Regions from separate parts of the Danio rerio genome. Here all the other regions are linked to region 1. The links are chromatin contacts, called in public HiCAR-type maps. All regions are on one chromosome and are shown on one strand. The core of a region is the stretch at or near the end of the contact, and the rest is flanking DNA. Distances in the headings are between cores, read along the strand shown. Region 1 holds the start of tcf12 (transcription factor 12). Region 2 holds the start of znf280d (zinc finger protein 280D). Region 3 holds the start of mtfmt (mitochondrial methionyl-tRNA formyltransferase).

Evidence for each region. HiCAR-type assays count read pairs that join an accessible place to other places.
Region 2: a contact with region 1 is called in a HiCAR-type map of caudal fin, with 6 times the contacts expected there. The contact joins the promoter of znf280d here to the promoter of tcf12 in region 1. A contact is called at or near these places in 4 of 18 Hi-C or Micro-C datasets (caudal fin, embryo, hematopoietic stem cells and 1 more) and 3 of 4 datasets of contacts at active chromatin or transcription factors (caudal fin, embryo and gastrula embryo).
Region 3: a HiCAR-type map of caudal fin shows a contact between it and region 1, with 4 times the contacts expected there. The contact joins the promoter of mtfmt here to the promoter of tcf12 in region 1. A contact is called at or near these places in 1 of 18 Hi-C or Micro-C datasets (caudal fin) and 1 of 4 datasets of contacts at active chromatin or transcription factors (caudal fin).

Annotation. Positions count from the first base shown.
Region 1 is chr7:54,153,060-54,157,334 of GRCz12tu, reverse strand. tcf12 (transcription factor 12) reads left to right here and starts at 1,504. Exons shown (of 13, transcript NM_214816.1): 1 at 1,504-1,665. The coding sequence starts at 1,606.
Region 2 is chr7:54,315,871-54,320,279 of GRCz12tu, reverse strand. znf280d (zinc finger protein 280D) reads right to left here and starts at 2,448. Exons shown (of 18, transcript XM_679451.9): 1 at 2,340-2,448.
Region 3 is chr7:54,355,818-54,360,554 of GRCz12tu, reverse strand. It overlaps mtfmt (mitochondrial methionyl-tRNA formyltransferase), which reads right to left and starts at 1,283. Exons shown (of 9, transcript NM_001077542.2): 1 at 764-1,283; 2 at 481-681. The coding sequence starts at 987. It overlaps znf280d (zinc finger protein 280D), which reads right to left. Exons shown (of 18, transcript XM_679451.9): 18 at 2,837-3,896. The coding sequence ends at 3,452.

The sequences.
Region 1 (4,275 bases), core at 255-2,754:
TTCTGCAGCTATTATTGTAATTTTCTTTAGCTTTTTTTCATCCACCTATTTTTATGTGCATTTATGTGAACATAAAAAAACATATGCGCATAACTGAGTAGGATAAACTTTTATTCGAAAAGAAAAGATGTGCATGAACTACAATGGAAACACTTTTACTAAACAAATTTCAGAATGTGCATAAAAAAAGTTGTGATTTTGTTGTAAGAGCTCATAGGATAATAATAATGTGTGTGAATGGACAAATTAGCAGGCTGAGCACATTGTAAAACATCTGAAATGTTGTTTTGGCCATTCTAAAATGCCTTAATCACTTCAGTATTATTGTTATTATATTATTAATTACTTCCAGAACTGTCAAGAGCGTCTGTGCTTTGCGTCACTACGTGTTCAATGTTGTGTGTTGGCATTGTCTTCTGAGGCGCAAGTTATTTATTAAATAAAGATTGACGCAGCTTCTCTTACCGCAGCAAATTCAATTTTTACTTTTGATAGTTTGCACTAGTTAATCTGGTTTTGTCTTCTTTGACTCATTGAATGGGTCTTTTATGAAATATTCCAGTTTAGTGCATACAGTTTAGTGCATACATTTAATTTGCATCTATGGATAGAAACATAGCTAATGTCACGATTCTTCAAAATCATTCCAATTTGCTGATTTGTTGTTCTAGGAAGCACTGCATATTATTACCAATCAAAAAAGAAAAAAGAAAAAAACTGTGCTACTTAATTTTATTAAATTAATAAAAAAAAATTGTTTAATATTTGGAATCTGTGATGTATTTTTTGAGGTTTCAAATTTATTAGTAGTTGTACTTGTAGTAGTTAGAAAATATATTACTATTTCATATAATACATTTAGTATATTACTGTATTACTGTTATACAGCTATCATTCAAACTTTAGTTTTATATATACACAAGGCTATTGACTGTAGAAATCCTCTCCATAACCTCCATTCAACCCTTCAATAAAAGAAAAAAAACAATAATCACTAAACAAAAGATTAATCAGCTCAGGATTTAGTCTAGTGTGTGTTTCTGTTTCAGTGATTGTGTGCCGCTCTAAACCACATCAGTATAGTGTTTTATTTCATTTTCTGATACTCTGTGAAAGACAAGTCGAATCAACAGGTAAATGAAAACAACAGTGGTCTTAGTGTTTTGCTCGGCCCCTTTTCGCACGGAAAAAATCCACCATTCTAATTTCCTTTCTGTCTGTTTTTTTTTTTTTTTTTAAGTACAAGTCAATCCACTTACTCATTTGTTTTCCGCCCCTCCCTTGCTTTTTTATCCTCCATCTCTCCCCCCCTCCGCTCTTTGCCTCAGCACTTATGAGGCTTTAGGGGAGGCGAGCTCTGGGTATTGGTCCGTCCTCGTCCTCCTCCTCCTCCCATAAGCCACCCCCCTCCCTTCAGTGCCGGCGGAGTTGGTACGGTCCTGCTTTGCATAAGTTGTCTGTGAGTAGATCCATGTGTAGGGGGCCAGCACTGAAGGAATTAGTCCCTTGTGCAGCGGGTGGATGTATGAGTAGGGAGCGGGTTTGTGAAAAGTGATCCTCTGTATCTGCCTCCACGTCTTTTTCAGTATCGCTGAGGCTTTTATCATGTATTGCGCCTACCCCGTGCCTGGAATGGGCAGCATGTATTACTACAACGGAAAATCGGTGAGTGCCTTCTGTCCCTTGGGGAAAAGTGTGTAAGTAAACATGTTTTTCATGCGCGCGGTGGGCTGTCAGCTTAAATGGAGTGCTGAGCCGTGTCTGTTCAGCGTGTAGAAACTGAGTTGAGGGTCTCGCTGCTCTAGGCTCTGCCTATGTGTGTGTGTGTGTGTGTGAGACTGCTGAGTGTTTCCATTACCTCAGCCTGAGCAGGGTCAACATTTACTTTCGATTGCCATTTAGTATGGGTTATTACTCAGATTTCAACTGTTGTGAAGAGCTGAACAAAATGTCAAAACCTCTTTTTTTATGAGAAACTGGCAGATTTGCTAGTCTGTCACTGTTTCCTTGGTGAAAAGTGGTTATTTGTCTTGAACACTTGGTCTTGGTAGTTGATGCTGGCTGTGCTTGTTGCTCACCGCTTTTCTGATGGGCTCACAATAATAACAAGTGGGAGTCTGGGAGTGATTAAGGAAGAGAGTCTGTCTGTTGAGGTTTGACTTTCCTGTTTGCAGATTGAGCTTCGCTGTTCCTCCATCTGTTTTTAATCAGCCAGGCATTCTTCTCTCTACAGGAATCCTGATGGGACTCCTAAACCTCTCCACCACAGGCCCTTTGATTTCTGTGTGCCTCTCACGATGCCTGTTTGCCTGTCTGCGTGTGGCTGTCCGTGTGAACACTCGCTCGCTTGTGTGTGTGCTGAACGTTTGTCAGGTGCTGGATGATCAGATTGGTCCTTTAGGCTTATGAGAAACCTGTGCTTGTGTCTCATGAGTGGGTGTTACTTGGCTTTACTTAAAGGTTATGTGGCAAGATGGCAAAATCTGATCAAACTTCTGTGGGAAAGATGTCAGATGGTTTAGATAATTAACTTCAAAATTTAATAGGTGTGATTAGGAATGTGGAAGAGGATATGACGACTTGAACCTGCTCTTGTGCCATATGATAAGAGCGGGTTTGTCTTTACTTGGCTTAAAGTTTCTGAAAGGATAACAAAATCTGATGAATCTTCAATTAGGGTGCTTAAGTCAGATTAATTCATATAAAAAAGTGTAATTAGAAAGTATAAGAAACTCAAGTATGTTTAACCTTGATTAGCTACAAGTGGGAAGGTTTAGTTGAGTATTTTGGGGGCATATTTATATCAATAAATAGAGGAATTTTGTAGAAATAATAATGATTATTATCATTATCGTTCAGCTTAGAGTTAGTTTGTAGTGCATATTATAATTATCTATATTAAATAATGTCTGTTCCATGTCTTTAATTAGATGGCCAAGTAAACATGTGTTTGGCGGGGGCAGAATGTTCTTATTTCCTTAAAAGTGAGTCGCTGCTCCCCTGACGATGCAAAGCACTGAACGCACAACTTCAGTAGAGAGGAAAAAGTTTCCAGTAGATTTCCCTGATGTCTTTCTCTCTGTCTGTGCAGGACTCTGGAGATTTCTCCATCTGTTTGCTGAATTCAAGAATGATCGGTTAGCTGCCTAATATGAAATTTCTGTGTTGCTCACATTATTAATTCAGCTTTTAACAATGGCAGCAGCAATCTGTAATGTTTGTACAACTTTCCTAAAAGTCTGGCTGATTTCTAGAGACGAACGCGAGCTTGTGTTTTCACTTCTTTTAAGGTCATCTGACACAGTCCAGAGTTAGCTTTCCTCGTAGGCCATTATGACAGATCTCTTTGTTCCTGCACCACAAAGCTGACTTTGATCTTTTTATATTAAGTATTTCCAGCCTCGTAATGCAGGCTGGGAGGAAAGAGAAAATGAGGAGCATGTGGCTCGCTCGGGTCAGAGTTGAGCTTTATGATCCAAAGCAGTGGGTAAATGCCCAATAAACCCTTCCTTGTGTTGCTTTATTTATATCTTGGCACACAGCTATTATTTATTTATTAAATGTCAGATGCTGTGAGCATCAACAAAGATAAAAGTCACATTGATTTGTTTGAATGTCAAGCTGGTACCAATAGTTTTATAGCCGAGCCCTGGAGGATGAGCGGCCTCCCCGGCTTTGATTGGGTCAGTTTATGACGTGTGAAGTATTTTATTTCCTCTCTCCTGTTCTTGCATGTATGCATTATAAATGTTTGTCGAAGGCGGTAGCTTTATGTGTAAGATGTCTAATGTGGTCTTTTGCTTTTTTTTCTTTCTTTCTTCAGATTCACACTCAGCCTTTTTGAAGGTTTTGTTCTGCTAGAAACTTTGCATAATGAGTCAGCGTGCTCGTCTGTAGTTGTTCAAAGCCGACGCTCGTGTTGTTTTTCTCCTCTCGAAAGGCTTCCACCTGTATCTGTAAGGAACGAAATGCTTTCAAGTCCCAAACTTTTACCGTCTGCTCTTTGTAGACAGACTCGGCTTTAAAAGTCAAAACGTGTCCCTTCAGGACAGAGCTGCTGTGTTCAATAGGGGCTCATTGTGTGCGAGTAGCGTGCCTTTTCGCCTTGATAAGTGTGTTAGATGGGAGTTGAAAAGGAAGGCCCTCGGGCCGCGATCCGACTCCAAACAAGTGACATGCAGAGGCAGGATATTTTCTTGTCACTCGCGGTCCCTCTGCTCTGAGCCCGTCCTTGTGGGTTAGTCTGTTGTTCGGCCTTTTTTTTTCTCTTCCTCT
Region 2 (4,409 bases), core at 1,199-3,698, 160 kb before region 1:
GCTTATTCAATATATCTTCTTTATTGTTCAGCAGAGAAAAAAAAAGGTAAATGCGTTTGGAACAAGTAAAGGATGAGGCTAAATGACAGAATTGTCAGTTTTGGGTGATCTATCCCCATAAGTTAAAGTATATAAAATAATGTTAAAATGCCTAGTTACTATTATTAATAAAAAGATCTGCTAGTCTAAATCGTTATTTATTTTGATTGGTCTTTTGATGTTGGAATTTAAAATCCACTTTTTTTCTTTGCTCAACAGGCTATTTTCACATAGAGGTTATCTTCCATTGATAATTTCTTTTTAATTATGCGCAAGTTGCATAAAACTCTATTGTTTACCCACCCACTGTTGTTTTCAAATTATTTATGTAACATGTCTTTCAGAATGTTTTCAGTTGTTGAATTCACCTCAGAACTGTGTTGCTGTAATTCCTGATCTATGGAAAGAAGAATTAGATGATGTAAAGAGTATACCACTCTACTATATTTACTATCATATTAAATGCAGTTATGTTATCTAAAACACAGTATGTCCATAATGTGGAAAATAGACCATGCTTATGAAAAAGTACTTTGTTATTTTGTACAGCTGTTATTGAAATGACACTAAGTTTAACATTCCATTTTACAGCGAGCAACGCCACAACTACAGGACCTCTTCTTTCTCTTCTCATAATGTAAGTAAGTATTCGGAGACTAACTCTGACTTCTGTTAACTCAAACCTGTTTTCCCTGTATCTCTAAATTTATTTATTTGTATGTCATTTTAGTATATGATATATTATTAAAAAATTTAAATGAAGTAGGCTCCATAATTACTCACTGGAGATTTCATATATAATAAAATTACAATAAATGTCTGAAGCTTCAATATAAACTTGCTAGTCAGTAGTCATTTCCAGTGTAGTCCTGTTGTGTCAAGCTCTGATCTGTCATCTGTCCTCTCTTGTTCACTGCCTATTTTGACTTGTGTCTGCTGTGGATCTCTGAAGCTGGATTCTCTGTTGGATTCGTTTCTTCCTCTGACTGCTTTCTCCATACCAACAACTACGCCTGGCTTCAGCTGCACCCCCCGGTCTGCTGTATTCTCCATCCTTCCCCAGTGTCAGCATTTTAATTTATATATTTATTTATTTACATTTTAATGATTTTTTGTTTACTTTTTTTGTTTGCTTACCCTTTTGTTTAAATGTGTGTGTGTGTGTGTGTGTGTGTGTGTGTGTGTGTATATATATATATATATATATATATATATATATATATATGTTTATATATATATATATATATATATATATATATATATATATATATATATATATATATATGTGTTTATATATATATATATATATATATATATATATATATATATATATATATATAAAGAGAGAGAGAGAGAGAGAGAGAGAGAGAGAATAAAATCTAAACTTTATTTTATACTGTTTGCTTAGATTAGATGTGTACTGTATGTATTAAATGTTGTGAAATATATAATAAAAAGTTTGATTATATTCATTTGTGTGGCATTTTTATACTTCAAAGTTTATACATGCAGTTGTTAAATTAAAAAATAACTGAACAATATTTAATATTAAGCAATATTGGAAAAGAATTACTGCTTATCCTGTATTCTAGGCAGTATTGATAAACTGCCACAAAAATATTAATACAAGTAGTAAAAACGCCGTCTCGCGGTTGCTGAATGTCGCACGACAACGTTGCTACAGCCTTCTCACTTCTTACATTTCTATGTTGTGACAATGTAGCAAGCACGTAAGCGGCAAATTGTCTTTGAAAAAATACAACGTTGTGCAGACATCGCTATAACGTAAATGTGTTTGTTGGGATGCTAATGTTTGAGAGTGCAGTAACAGCTGCGCCTAATATGTATATGCAAAATATTGTTATGCAAAACTAAGTCACGTTAAGTTTAAAACGCCAGCTATAGTGATGTGGAACCTATAATACATCTCTTGCAGGCTTGAGTATACAATCGACTGTTACTGCGGACATAGACCGGCTAAGATGCTAATTCAGGTTCTCACCATTGTCTCCAATTTAAAACGTGAAATCAACAAAGAATTAAGAAAGAAGAAGAGCACAGGTGTTAAGAAATTAGTTACATTTACACACATGTTTTCTTCTAAGGGCGTTATTTGGGAAAGCATTAGCAAGCTGGTCGGCTCTGTGTGGATGCTAACGCGCTAAAAAGCAAGAAAAATAGCTAGCCGCTGCAGGAAACGACACACCGCAGAAACCGCAAAGGAAACACTTATTATCTTTGTATATAGAAACAAATAGACAAACATCACAGATTAACAGATTTACACAATTCGACCTTACCTTTTAAAATCTCGTATTATTTACAAACAACATCAGTGTTGATTCAGACACGCTTACAGCAGCATGAACCGCGGAGGCTCATGGGAAATTCGAGGGGCTTTGTTGAGGGACCAAAAAGCTCTTCGAGTCTGAATTAATACCCTTTCCCCCCAGTTTAGACATACCAATATTAAAATACAGAACATGAAGTTATGTGCAGAGAAGAAACGAAACGTATTATAAACAATATTACATGTCAGACAATGAGAACCAGGCCAAAACATACGCTCTTTACATCATGGACTCTTAGTTAGTAAAGCTTTAGATATTAATACATGCATAGTGGTGCAATTAAAAAATATATACATCTAATTTACATGTAATAGATTATGTAAACTGTTTTATGTTACTCTAAAACATTTTATAACTTTAAAATGGCATTAGAAAAATATCATGGACAAGTACTAAATATGTTTATATAAGAGATGAACGAACTTATGTACAAGTTAATATCTAGGCTAATTCACTTATATAAATGTAACATTTGCAGGTAGAAGATTTAGAAATCTTGTATTGAATCTGTTTGTTTTGACCAACAGGTGGCACTATGAGTATTGTGATGAATATAAATGTCCTTTATAAATAATGAAAGTCATCACCATGATAGCTACATTCAGAAAGTTGGGAAATGATTTTTATGACTTTTTTCAGGATGGCTTGTAGTGTACATTTGTACGCGATTTTGATTTAGTGACATAAGACTATGTTCTGCATAGCATTTGGTCTGTGGTGTTCTATTTCTGTCTCTTGAACGTCACTAAATATCCTGGATATCATTATTTTGATTGAATTGTGAGCTAGTGGAGCACATAAACAGCTATACTAATTAATTGTAAAGTTATTTAAAAAAAACATGCACTGTATTATTCATTGAACTTGTATAAAATGCTGCTTGTTATACTGCTTAATTTTATGATAAAAGTATTTTCTATTTTTCTATTTTACTTACAGTGATTTAATCTTTGTTTTGCACATATATACAGCAGTATTATGGGCCTTCTAAAATAGGCTACACAAAAAGAAAGTCTAGGTGACGCAGTGGCGGAGTAGGTAGTGTTGTCGCCTCACAGCAAGAAGGTCACTGGTTCGAACCTCAGCTAAGTTGGCATTTTTGTGTGGAGTTTGCATGGGTTTCTTCCGGGTGCTCCGGTTTCCCCCACAGTCCAAAGACAGCGACCTAATTTGTCTGTAGTGTGTGTGTGTGTGTGTGTGTGTGTGTGTGTGTGTGTGTGTGGATGTTTCCCAGAGATGGGTTGCGGCTGGAAGGGGTTGCGTAAAGATTTGCTCGATAAGTTGATGGTTCATTCTGCTGTGGCGACCCCGGATTAATAAAGGGACTAAACCGACAAGAAAATGAATGAATGAATGAAATAGAAAGTATGTTAATAAAAATCAGTATGCAACAAACTGATAAACAGAAGCTCTCCACAGTTTAGTTCCAACCCTCATTAAACACACCTTATCAAACTAATTGTGTGCTTTATGCTTGTTTAAACCTACAGGTAAGTGTGTTGAAGCTGGGCTGGAACTTAACTCTGCAGAGCTGCAGTCTTCCAGGAATCCAGGAATAGACAAAAGTTGAATGAAAAAAAAAGGTACACTAAAGTATGAGCATACTGGCATCTTAAAAGTGACATATACAACAGCTTGTTACCTGAGAATTATGTATGATATAAAATCATGTTTTTTGTAGAATTTGTAGAAATTTTATATTATTATTTAATATTATTTATATTAGATTCAATTCTATATTATACATTGCTGAAAATGGTAATACCAATAATGATAATAGCAAGTCATAATAGTTACATTTAAAATAAACTTTTGTTTATTTATTTGGGTTGCCACAGCGAAATGAACCACCAACTTATCCAGCATATGTTTTATGCAGCGGATGCTTTTCCAGCTGCAACCCATCTCTGGGAAAATAAACCTATGTGTATGTGTTATATTTTCAATTATTATTATTACTATTTATTGCAGACCAATAAAACATGAACAAGGAAACATTTATTTGGTATCTTTAATAAG
Region 3 (4,737 bases), core at 34-2,533, 200 kb before region 1:
CACTAAAAAGTCAATAATGCGGTCAAACTCTTAACTAAAAAAAAAAAAAAAAAAAAGAATAATTAATGGTGCAGCAAGGAGACAAAATACAAGTTGTGAAGTAAATATTTTGAGAATTAAGGTAAAGTATAAGATGTTAAACCTGATTTAAACCTTTAATCTACCAGTTTAACCTACCCACTTTAGGTCTCCAAAAGTATAAAACAGCAAGTTTCAGACACTTTGCTGAGTAAAGAATTGTGAAAAAAAATTTTCATAACTCAATGAATTATACAAGGCACTTCACCTCCAGGCTTTGATGACAATTATACAGCCCTTATTAAAGACTACATACAAAATTAAAAGCATTATTAAGACCATTAATTACGTTTGGAAAAGTTGGAATAAATTACTTCCGAAAAAAATCTCATCAAAACATAATAACAAACTAATTATGGACATGCTGAAGTCACATTCGTTTGATGAACCCTTATAACGTACTATGGCATTTTGTTGATGATGTTTTCCTTGATTAAGCTGCCAAATGACACCACCACACCAACATCAAAGTGTGTACTCATGTCCACATCTGGCCAGTGGTGAAGCGGAAGTCTGTGCTGCTCTGCATATTTCCTGACCGGAGCATCACGGGACAGCGTCACGACCTCAAGTGCATCGACGACTCCAGCTTTATTGTCATTTCTAATGAATACAGATGAATAACATGAATAACACAGCAAGGTCATAACGGACAATAATACAATAACATCCTGGATGTCATTACCGAGACAAATGAAGCAGCTTCAGTGACTCCAGAGCAAAATCATCACTTCCAAAGAACAGTATTCTCCAGGGCGGTTTAGACGCAGACTGTGTTTGAGTTACTAAAGATTTGCTTCTGCCCAAGAGAAATAAGCCTCTTCTATGGCGCGTGAAACAGATGCTACAAAGTCTCTGAGACAGCAAACGACCTGGGTCTGTGAGCTTTAAGAAGTTTAAGTTCCACATACTTTAATGTAAGATTTCATAAATGACAGAAACTGCCATTAACAGCTAGCGAAGTTACAAAACCATCAGTCCTCCATTAACGTTAAGCACGCAGAAGTCAGAAAGTCATGCTAATATTCTATGACAACTTCAGGTGAGACAACCTTGGCATTTTTAGAATCACGTTTCCAAAGTTGGCTCATTATACTAATCCGTTTTTCCCCAAAGCAGTAGATGACAGTAGCAAGGTTACGGTTAAGAATTAGATGTACACACTGGCGTATGTGTGCGGCGCCATGTTGACGTTGACGTCGTTTCCGCTTTGCGTCTCAAATAAAAGCTTTTTTGAACCAGCACAACTACTGTAACCTTTCTTCATTCAATCTTGACGTGCAGTTTTTGCTTTCCAACTGGATTTAGTTCACATTCACAGACTTTTTTGGAGCATTAGAACCTTAAAACCTGAATGCCATTGGGTGAGAAAAAGTTTGAACTTTCCATAATAAATATGGACTTTCCATATATATGAAGAGAAAAATCATTTCTGGATAATAAGAGATTCTATTTGTAATCACGTGCATAGATCTTCACATATCTTTACAAAAAAATTAGAGGCTATAGTAAAACTGCAGAACTTCCAAAGAAAGTTAATAATCTCATATATACATCATGATGACAGTAAATAATATTTGACTTTATATTTTTCAAGACACTTCTATACAGCTTAATGTGACATTTAACCAGGTTAATTAGGTTAACTAGGCAGGTTAGTGTAATTAGGCAAGTTATTGTATAATGATGGTTTGTTCTGTAGACTATCCAAAAAACTATTTGCCTAAAGGGGCTAATAGTTTTGACCCTAAAATGGTGTTTAAAATTTCTTCTGGGCTAATAATTCTGATATTATATATATATATATATATATATATATATATACACACACACACACACACACACACGTAATGTGTTTTAAAATATCTTCCAATCAATCTATATTTAACATCGCTGTGTGACAATGCATGACACATTATCTGCCTTATTTGTTGATAAATGCACAAGATTTTATTCGGAGTGTAATGCCTAATAAAATCAATATTTACCCAAGATAAATTTCCAATACAAGCAAATAGAAATAATGTGTATTTTCTTATTTTCCAGGAGCTCTATAACCAAATTAAGAACTGTTTCTTTCCTTCCCCATACCTCCTAAAGCCAAAAAAAGACTTTAAAATATTCAATATTTACCCATCTCCAGACTTTTATATAGCAGAACCTGCTGGTCTGATTCATTCGAGTGGTTAAATGTTTGTGTAAAAAGTTGACCTCCCAATTTTCTAAAAAATATATTTTCTTTTATTTATGGAAGATGTTAATATTCAATTTGTATTGAACAATATTCTAATTTTGGAGAAATTTTATATTTATAAATGCAAGTGCCTTAAAACAAAACCACTGTTTTTATTTTTCCAAAAGGAATTTTGGTTATACTGTAAATCTTTAAAGTTGTTATATATGTGATATATATATATATATATATATATATATATATATATATATATATATATATATATATATATATATATATATATATATCGGCTGTGTTTGTGCGTCTATTTCTTTGTTTAAACTTTTTTTTTTTGCATTATTATCATATTGATTTGATTATTATTTGTGCTCTGTTCTGTAAATGTACATGAAGTTGTTAAACGAACTCTGCCTTATTGTATTTGTGTTATGATGCAATAAAAAAAAAATTGCAAAAGTTTTCTCATTACAGCGTGAAACCCCAAGAGGGCGCACTTCACCAAATCAAGAACTTTGAGGAAAACATGAACACGGATTGGATTTGAATCACAAGGGCGCAAATGAATATGTTATAAAAAGTTTATTACTGATGAAGACGAATGTAATTTCTACAATGATTCTACAATCTCTCTCAATCAACAGGAGAAATGACTCCCATTGCAGAATCCTATCCAGATCAACTCCATATAACAATATGTTACACACAATCTAAAAAATAAAAATAAAATAACAGGACTCATCTTTGCATTCCTAAATACAGAAAAATTGCTGAGAACTAGTTTTTTTGTCTTATGAAACCACCACTTTAAAAAGGCAGATGTAGGAATCTAGATCTGTTAGGTCTGTGATCATCTGTACAATCACAACTGTGGATTGGAAAAAAAAAACTTGAGAACACTCATATACACGGAGCAACATTCACATCGCTGCCTTTACAACTCAATTTTAATCCAGGGGGTGCATTAAAAAAAGAAATTACATATGCAGGTACAGAAATATTGTACTCGCACAGTACATGATTAAAATAATGTTTTAACAGTATACTTCCATCTTCTTTTGGATCTACAAAAAGTTCTTAACGCATATCCTATATAAAAAACGGGGAAGAGCTAGTCATCATAACACTCTGCTGCTTCTAGAGTTTTGTGATGCTTCAATGGATCCTCAGTTATGTTAGCAGTTAACCATCAGTCTCCACTTGTTTGTTGTTTTCAGTTGTGTCGTCCTCAAGGACTTTGGACGGAGTGAGAGGTTCCAGCTGCGAGTCAGCGTTCCCTGCATCCAATCCATCAGTTTTACACAGAAAATCAGAGGGAGTTACGGCACCTTCATCAGCGAGGGCAGAAACAGGGCAGACTGGAGCCTCAGCGGGTGATTCAGGAGGAAGACTCTTGGGGGATTCTTCTACTGACGCCTCATTGGTGGTGGCTTCCTCCATGTCCTCCTTCACCTCATCCATGTCATCTTTGTCAGCTTCGGGTGCCTCTGAGCCATCCTCTATTACAGTGTCTTCATCTGGTATTGTTTGTATTTCACTGCTCTGAATGGGTTCGGTCTCATCTCTGGCCTCAGTATGTGGCTGGATGGGAGCTAGATGTTTGGAGTCATCGTGGATATCCTCTGAGCTGAATTATAGGATTGAGATACATTAATATTTATTATCATGTAACACCTGACAAATACGATACTACTCTTTAAAGGTCCTATGAAATTAAAATAAAGCATTTTAGATGTTAGTATTAGTATTTTTAGTTTTCAGGATATATATATAAGCTAGTGTGCTGTAAAACAGTGAGAAAATCCGCATTTAGAAAATATAAAACTGATACAAACATGTAAAGCTTATAGCTTGTCACTTCAAGCTAAATGGATCAATGTTATTTTTCACGTCAACTCATACTTCTGTCTCATATCAAATCTTGACCAATTAAACGCTCTCTAGTATCTGACATGCCCCTACTCCCTCTCATTTGCCTCTCATTTGATGTGCTTTAAATCAACTACTTTCACTGGCAAAGCTGTGATTAAACAAAAGGCTATTGGCTGTTTTTTAAAAAGGGGAGGTGCTACTCTATGATCCCACCCTCTCTTCGTCCTTCGGTTGACATTGTCAAACATAGAATTAAAATGCACATTTCAAAGCAGTTCAGAAGATCTTTAAGATGTTATAAAATAATTAAGATGTTTATTATATGTGGTGATTCATTTCATCCTGTTAGTACAGAAAATTCAATACAGTCATTTATTGCTAATAAACTACATTTTAAAGACATTACAACACTACTATCACCATATTATACTACAGGTCATGATTTCTTTTAGGGTCACACAATATATCGTTTAAGCCTTGATATTGCAATGTGCACATCAGTAAAAGTCATATCTCAGGATCTGCAGTGTTGAGTCTGAATTATAGTTGACCAAGAACCACAGAACAAATGTGATTTGTAGTCTCTGCTAAGTTTA